2 separate regions of the Zea mays genome follow, and region 1 is linked to region 2. The links are chromatin contacts, called in public Hi-C maps. All regions are on one chromosome and are shown on one strand. The core of a region is the stretch at or near the end of the contact, and the rest is flanking DNA. Distances in the headings are between cores, read along the strand shown. Region 1 holds the start of LOC103634267 (serine/threonine-protein phosphatase PP1). Region 2 holds the start of LOC100279315.

The links. Hi-C and Micro-C count contacts between places; a contact is called where the count stands out from the background.
Region 1: a contact with region 2 is called in a Hi-C map of leaf, with 2.7 times the contacts expected there. The contact joins the promoter of LOC103634267 here to the promoter of LOC100279315 in region 2. A contact is called at or near these places in 17 of 25 Hi-C or Micro-C datasets (bundle sheath, ear, endosperm and 5 more) and 1 of 3 datasets of contacts at active chromatin or transcription factors (seedling).

What each region holds. Positions count from the first base shown.
Region 1 is chr1:38,968,230-38,972,424 of Zm-B73-REFERENCE-NAM-5.0, reverse strand. LOC103634267 (serine/threonine-protein phosphatase PP1) reads right to left here and starts at 1,288. Exons shown (of 5, transcript XR_556658.4): 1 at 870-1,288.
Region 2 is chr1:38,812,205-38,816,155 of Zm-B73-REFERENCE-NAM-5.0, reverse strand. It overlaps LOC100279315, which reads right to left and starts at 2,477. Exons shown (of 3, transcript NM_001152336.1): 1 at 2,014-2,477; 2 at 1,505-1,897; 3 at 1-303. The coding sequence starts at 2,328.

The DNA.
Region 1 (4,195 bases), core at 39-2,538, 160 kb before region 2:
TTGATTTTGGACGGTGTTAACTAAGGGTGTGTTTGCTTGCGGGACAGCCAGGACAGGGACGTCCCCTGGCGTCCTCTCTCGTCCCTCCAATTTTGAGGGATAATTGGGGACAACATTGGGATAGTCATGTCCCAACCCCTGACCCTGAACCAAACAACCCTATTTGAGGGATCGTCCCGTCCCATCCCGTCCTGTCATTGCAACCAAACGCACCCTAAAGTGATTCTCATAAAAGCGGGCTAAAAAGTTGGGTGTTTGGCAGTCTACAGCAGCTTCTGGTGGGCAGAAGCTGAAAAAAGCTGAAACAAACAGGACCCAAGTGACAGCGCTGATGGTGGCGGCGGTGATGGAGGAGAGGCACCTGTCTGCAACTCTGACCATGGTCGATGGAGAGGGGATGTGAGGGTCATGGGGGAGAGGCGCCTGTCTGCGACTCTGAGCATGGTCAATGGAGAGGGGATGTGAGCCAGCTGCGATCATCCGCATCCCCAGACCTAGGTGCCGCGCCGCCGCCCCTCGCCTCCAACCAACGGTGTCCAGCCTTTGAATTTCGCCGGGCTCCGCCACTGCATATATTACTGCCCAAATTTCCTTGTTGCAAATATCTAAGCGCATGGTAATGCCATATACATCCATCCATATTCAAATTAAAACCCAGCAGAATAAATCAATACTAAACGCTCTCATAAGTCGCGCCAATATACCAGCAAAAACAAAATCACTAATAATAGAAGACGCCCACGATAACCCCACTGCTTCATAGAGAAGCGATCACCAGAGTCCCACGATACGTAAGCTGGCCGCCCGGTCAGACCAGATCTACTGCCACGGCCGGCCGGAGACGAGAAATAGGGAGGTAAGGTACGCACCGCAGATCTTGATGGGCGCCTCGAGCTCGAGAAGGTTGGGTTGGTTGAGGAAGATCTCGCGGGAGACGGTGCAGAGCTGGCGGATCTCCGACTCGGAGAGCTGCACCTGCTTCCCGGGGCGCGCGGTCCGCACCTCGAGCAGGCGGCGTATGATGTCGTCGAGGAGCGCGGCGTCCATACCCCCGCCTCCCTGCCCTCCCGCCGCTGGCGCCGCCGCCATCTCCTCCCCCTGCCTGGGCTGGAGAGAGATAGATCGGTGGAGCTAGGGTTTCGGGCGGCGCGTCGGGAAGGGCGAAGGGGGCGAACCGGCGGAGGGACGGAGGAGAGAGATTGGGCAAAGGGAACCAGACAGCTAGATAAACTCTCGCGTCTCGCCTGGGCTGTTTCAGTTTTTCAGTTAGTGGACTTTATTTACAAATATTATATTATAAAAAACTCTTATGTTTTTTAAATTAAACTGTACTCCAAAGCTTCTCATTCCGGCTCTCTCCTTACCTTTACTTTAAAAAAACTTTAATATCTCTATCTCTACTTTTTTTAAACACCGGTCTTGTGCGCCCTCACGTACATGGCGTGTATGTCTCTTCCTCTTTCTGGCTTCTTATATCTAATAGGACATTACATCACAAATAGACTTTAAGAGCCACGCAACTAGCGCTCCCACATAGAATTATCTTGTTAGGTGAAAAATGATGAGCGACCGAACAGCCTACAAAAAGGATAAGCTCATTTCGAATGTATACCTTTCTCAGCTTTTTTGAGATAATGTTTGATATTTATTCTTATCAATTTAATATCTAACGTGGACTAATGTTTATTCCGATAACAAATTTATTTTTTATTTTATGTGTATTAAATATAATTGTGTGTCGTCCTAATTTATGGGTATTGTACTAGTTTCTTGTAATCAATAGTTCAACGTTGCTAGTAACAAGTTATCATGTTATGGATATTTTAGCGGATTATTATTATTTCTTAGTTCATAAATTCAGCAACATCTGTTCGAAGAGAAACTCCCCAAAACAGCAGCAGAGAAGTAGGTCAACAAGAGATAACTGAAACCTAGTTAACATAATCAAAGTATAGACCAATCAGCCTTATTTGTTGTCCAAAATCATTACCGAAGTGTTGGCCGCATGAGTGGAACACGAAAGGAGAGAGATCGGATGGTAGGGAGGGGAAAGCTAAACGCTGATTAAGGGCCCCTTTGGCAGGGCTCTGGCTTCTCCAAAAACGGTTTTGGCTCTGACTCACGAGGTGAAGTCACTTCTTTAGATGAGTCAAAGTCATTCTAAAAAATCATTTGGCAAAACGGTTTATAGGTTGTTTTTCAGAAAGACCCTTGTATAGTTTACTTTTTATAGATCTCTCCTGTACGTGGCTAGGGATTGAGGGCAGGACCAAAAAAATAATTTGGACTGGTGGGAGGGCTATTGTGCAAAAATGACGTGATCTGAAGCCGGGTGAGCTACTTTTTTGGCTCATGCCCTCTAGTTCATTTTGGAAAAGCACTTCACTGGTGAAGTCATTTGAAAAAGAGGTGTTTGGCACAACTTTTGCATGAGCCAGAGCCGAAGCTGAAAAGTAAGCCCTACCAAAGGGGCCCTAAGGTCCCTGAAAGGGAAATGTGCCCTTGGGCCATTTCTAAGTATTTTGGTGATTGAGTGCCAACGCAAGTGCTTTTATGTTGATCTATGCAATATGGTGGACAAAGTGCAAATCATGTCAAAAGGTATGTTCTAGACTTAGTACATTGTTTTTAATGGACTAATGTATTGTGTCTAAGTGCTGGAAACAGGAAAGCTTGAATTGGAAATGAGATGGCTCTGTTCAGCTAAAGTCGGCTCGGTCTGGGTGCACCGGACTGTCCGGTGGAGCACCGGACAGTGTCTGGTGTGCCAGGCTAGCTCAGGCGAACTTGCTGCTCTCGGGAAGGAATTAAAGGCGTACGACTATAATTCACCGGACTGTCCGGTGAGCCAAAGGTCGGCCGCGCCAACGGTCGGCCGCGTGATCCGCGCGGGACACGTGGCCGAGCCAACGGCTAGTAGGGGCACCGGACTGTCCGGTGTGCACCGGACAGTGTCTGGTGCGCCAACGGCTCCAAGGCTGCCAACGGTCGGCTTCGCCAAATAAGGAAGGAAATCCGCACCGGACAGTGTCCGGTGCGCCAGGCAACAGAAGGCAAGAATTGCCTTCCCGGATTGCTCTCAACGGCTCCTAACTGCCTTGGGGCTATAAAAGGGACCCCTAGGCGCATGGAGGAGTACACCAAGCATTCCTTGAGCACTCTTGATCACTCACACTCCATTCTTGCGCACTTGTTCAACATTCTAGTGATTTGAGCTCCGTTCTAGTGTACTAGTCTTTTGAGCTTAAGTCTAGGTCTTGTGTGTGCGTATTTGCTGTGATCTTTGTGTCTTGTGTGAGTTGTTAATCCCTCCCTTACTCTGTGCTTCTTTATGAACATCTTTGTAAGGGCGAGAGACTCCAAGTTGTGGAAATTCCTCGCGAACGGGATATAGAAAAGAAAAGCAAACACCGTGGTATTCAAGTGGGTATTTGGACCGCTTGAGAGGGGTTGATTGCAACCCTCGTCCGTTGGGACGCCACAACGTGGAAGTAGGCAAGTGTTGTACTTGGCTGAACCACGGGATAAACCACTGTGTCTACCTGTGTTGACTCTCTTGTGGTTGTTGTGTTTCGCTAAGACTCTTCTCTAGCCACTTGGTAAAACTGTGCTAACGCTTAACAAAGTTTTTGTGGCATTAAGTTCAAGTTTTACAGGATCACATATTCACCCCCCTCTAGATGCTCTCAGTCCCCTCCGGGGATTGATGGTAAAATTAAACTAATTTTCCCTCAATCTTCAGAAATCACCAATATGATTTAAGTTTATAATTTGACAATGACATTTTTCTAAGGTATTTTTAAGGAAAATTAGTTTATTTTCTCTTACGAGGCGTTTGGATCCCTTTATTTTAAAGGAATTAGAATTCACTCAATAAAGTAACATATTTAGTTTGGAATTTGATATTCCACCATTTTCCAAAATTCAGATATAATCCTATCTTAAATTCATAGGGTGGAGGATGAGAGTTGATTTTATGAATTAGTAGAATTTGTTTCTACTCTGTAACTTACAGGACGCTCTTCGTTTAACTCATCTATATTAAAAATGTAGCATATAAATATCTCTGATATCTTGCTAATAATAGTATACAAATATATTTTACATAAAACCAAATTAACTTAATTGATATATGTCTAAATTAATGTTATTAGAATGTAATTTAATTCCAGTGATCTAAACGGGGCGTTGGTAA
Region 2 (3,951 bases), core at 1,228-3,727:
GCGGTAGTCGCCGAGGCGGGACTCCATGGTGGTCTCCCAGAAGACGCTCCCTCCGGCGCCGCCGCCGCTGGACCTGATCTGCAGCAGGTGCGAGTCCTCCAGCTGCACCAGCAGGCCCGTGCGCTGGCTGAAGTAGCCCCACACCGTGTGCCGGATGATCTCGACGCTGCTGCTGTTGCGCGCGCGCAGGCTGGACGCCTCCGCCTCCACCTTGAGCACGAAGCAGTCCTCGCCGTCGATGCTCCGCTCGCCGATGCACACCGAGTCCGCGAACAGGCTCGCGGTCAGCTGCGGATCGAGGCCCTGCATGTCAATTAATGCCATGTGAAGTCAGCGTGCCGTTGCGGTCCATTCGATCGAGGTAGTAAAAGAAAAAAGAAAACTCGTGACATGTGTGCGACTGCGAATGCAATGTACACACGGAGCAGCATTAGTAAACGCGAGTAGTGTCGGGTACGCAATCAAGTAAGTATTAGTCGATTCGATGGTCAAATGGTGGCGGAGGAACGAGATTATACTGTCGGTCGGCCCGTACGTTGCTGCTTATTGCCATCAGGTTGGTGCAGCGCGATTAGCGGAGAGAGTCGGGTGGACCGGCTGCCGCGCGCCACCAACCGATCGATGTGGCGCGCGAGGGTCTCATTTCACTAGGCCCAGGTCCACGTGATGTGCCCGCGCACATGGCCGCACGTTGGGGGTGCCAAGGACCACGGCCGGCCGGCCGGCTGGGGCCGACCCCTAATCACGCACGCTGCCCCGCGCTAAGCGCCTACGCGTGTGTATCCTCCGCGCAGCTGCTGCCTGCTGTTGCGCTAATTACAGACCCTGAGACCCCTCCCGCTCCCGGGCGGCGACATGATGTTGCCACGGCCATTGATGGTGAGCCTCCGAGTCTGCGTGTACTGAGTGACCGGCGCCTAAATCTCCCGATGAGCGAAACCGCTCGGCCTTATCCCACGACACCGCTGCCCTCATGAATCATGATACCCTCTGCTCCGCGTGGACGTTCGATTTGCCTGCTCTGTCCTGCCGACAGTATATGCAAGCGGAGATCGACATGCCCTGACACAACAGGCATCTGTCTGTCTATGCGATGATGAGCTTGTGCTGTCACTGGGACTGGAGCAGACGTGTACATGCTACGTGCTGCGGCATCATTGTCCGTTGCAATGTCCAGCAGCTCTGGCCTCTAGCAAATGGGGTTGCTCTGCCCAGTACCAGTACGTCCGGGCCGGGCCAACGTGCAATAGCAACAACATCAGATTCAGATCGGCTCATCTGACCGCGAGTTTGAACAAACTTTACGGGGGTGGGGTTCGAAATGAGTACGCAGTACGTTTCTAGCAATGCTACGCGACCGTACATTCGACAAGTCCTAGGTGGCGATGACGGCATGCGTGCGTGCGTGCGTGCGTACGCGTATGGAAAGCACTCGAGACCACACCTAGCTGGGAAAACGTACACGAAACCGCGCGGCCGCGGAGGCGGGGCGTACGCTACGCACCTGGAGCGAACGGCGGAGCGGGCGCGGGGGACCGCGGGATGCGTGCGACTGGTGCCACGGCGTCTGGCGCCACGCCACCTTGCCGTCGCTGCCGGCGCTGATCTTGCAGCCGGACACGACGAGCTCCAGGCACCACAGCTCCGGCTTCTTCTGCCACAGCACGAACCCGCCGATCTCGCCGCCGCCGCCCCCTCCCTTGCTGCCCTTCTTCCCGCCGCGGTGGTGCCCGTTTCCGGTGCTTCCGCCGTGGCCGTCGGCGTCGCTGCTGTTGAGCTCCGCGGCCGTCATCCGCACCTTGCCCATCGCGTACATGCTCTTAACCTTGTTCAGCGCCCACTCCCCGCCCGACGCCGCTATGTACTGCTGCACGATGTACTTGGCGGAGGACGACTCCTGGGATCAGCACGTACGAGCGCACACACAGAGACGGATGGATTAATCATCAGCCGATCAGTAAAACGACGAGACCGAGAAAAATGCGGGTTCGATCGTTCTGTCGTCGTACGTACGATGGGATCGGCCTTGAGCTGCTCGCAGAGGACGGAGCAGGGCGACTGGTTGGCGTGGTAGACGGGCAGCGGGATGAGCGGCGCGCCGATGACGCCCAGCATGAGCTGCAGCTCCCCGCGGGTCATGGAGCACGGCTCGCCCGCGCCGGACCGGTCGGCGGCGTGCGACCGCATCCAAGCCTTGACGTTGGTGCAGCCGAACCTGGTGGAGCCGCGGGAGCCGCCGCCGCCGGAGAACATCTCCTCGGGGATGGGCACCTCCAGCACCGTGTCCAGCGCGTCGTCGCGCTCGAGGTTCGGGCAGAGCTTCCTCATCAGACGGGCGGGCGGGAGGCGGGGCGCGCACGCGCGGGACAGCTCACTGCCTTCCTCTTCTCCCCGTTGGTTGCGCCGTGGTGCGGACGAGAGCTCTTTCTCGCTGGCGTTGTGTGATGTGCGTGCCTGCGTGAGGCGGTGAGGCCTCCGGAACTGAAGCGCGCGTTATGGTGCCTGTGCCTCCCCCTCCCACTCCCAGTACTGGGCCTCTCTCGGTGGACTTGTACCGGTTTTGACGAGTCGTGCGAGCAGCTGGCAGGTGGGGCCCTTCCTTGATTTCGCGACAGGTTTGGTCGTGGCCGCACGCTCACGTACTGGTACTGCTGCTACACCTGTTAAAAAATTTGAGAAAAAAAAAACTATCTTGGTCCAGATTTCGTCGCGCGTGTGGACATACGACTGCACGTTGCCCTTTTGCGAGCCCCAGACCTTTTGGTGTGTGCTGTCTGTGTAGTGCTACTGCTCGTCTGTTCCCATATATCCACTCCGTTTCCGAGAGCGCGCATGGGAGTTTCTGTGGACCCTCTAGCAGCATGCATGATATCGTGGGATAGTTGGCGAAGTACCAATACGCCTTTTTTTTGAAGAATAAGAAAGAAACATCGACGCTTGCTTGGTCTGAGTGTAACAGCGATGGTTTGTTTTGGACTTGCATCCTTCTTCTTCTTCTTCGGTTCTACCTAGGTTCTGAATTGTAAGGTGTTTTAAGAGAGTAGATTACTGGAAAAGGAGGGAGTAGATTACTGGTACGTAATACGGAGTAACTGGTAGGTTTTGGCTGTTGGTCAAGAACTCAAGGGCTAGATTCGCCTGTCCTCCACGTACTAGGTCGGTCTGAACTCAGTTTAGAGACTCGCCAAGAACGGAAGAAGCCGAGACACACACCCACCAACTCCGTTTTGGTTTACTCTTACTCCCAAGTCCCCATCCCAGTTCGTATCGTATGTTCCGGCCCCCACTGGCCACTGCGGCGTACGATCACGCGATCATTCAAAACCCCGCTGCCCCCACGTACGGCCACGCGAGTCCCTTTCCATAACCGGTGCGCGGCCTACGTGAGTGGTACCACTACTGCTGCTACTAGCCGCGGAGGATTTGGAGGGGTGACTAGCAATGGACTGTTGACGTTGCCTCGCTCGTGCACCCGAATCGCTATGGGGGGCCCGTGTTAGGTGCCGCAATGATCGGCGCTCGATTGCTAGCTATAGCTAGGCCGCCGCCAGTCCGGATGACAGGTGGACGTGACGCAGTTTTCACCGGCCGGTCTGCAAAGACTGCAATGCATGGGTGCTCTCTCGATCTGCCCGGTGGTTGGGTCAGCCGGACGGACGGACGGACGGCCTTCCGGCGCCGGTGGGGGCAGCCGCAGCTCGATCGGCCCCGGGGTGTTGGCGCTAGCTACGCTGGTGGTGTACGTTTGCGTCGGCCGCATCGATCACCGCACGGTGCGTGCCGCGCTTATTGTATTCGCGTTCGTGGGGTTGGGGATTGATTTGATCCTGTCGTCCGCGGGCTTCCTCCGACGTGCCAACCAGGTTGTTGTTGTTGGCTTATTGTTGCTGTGCCACTGCTAGCAGCTAACGGCCATGCATGGCCTCCACCACCACCACTCTGTCGCAATCA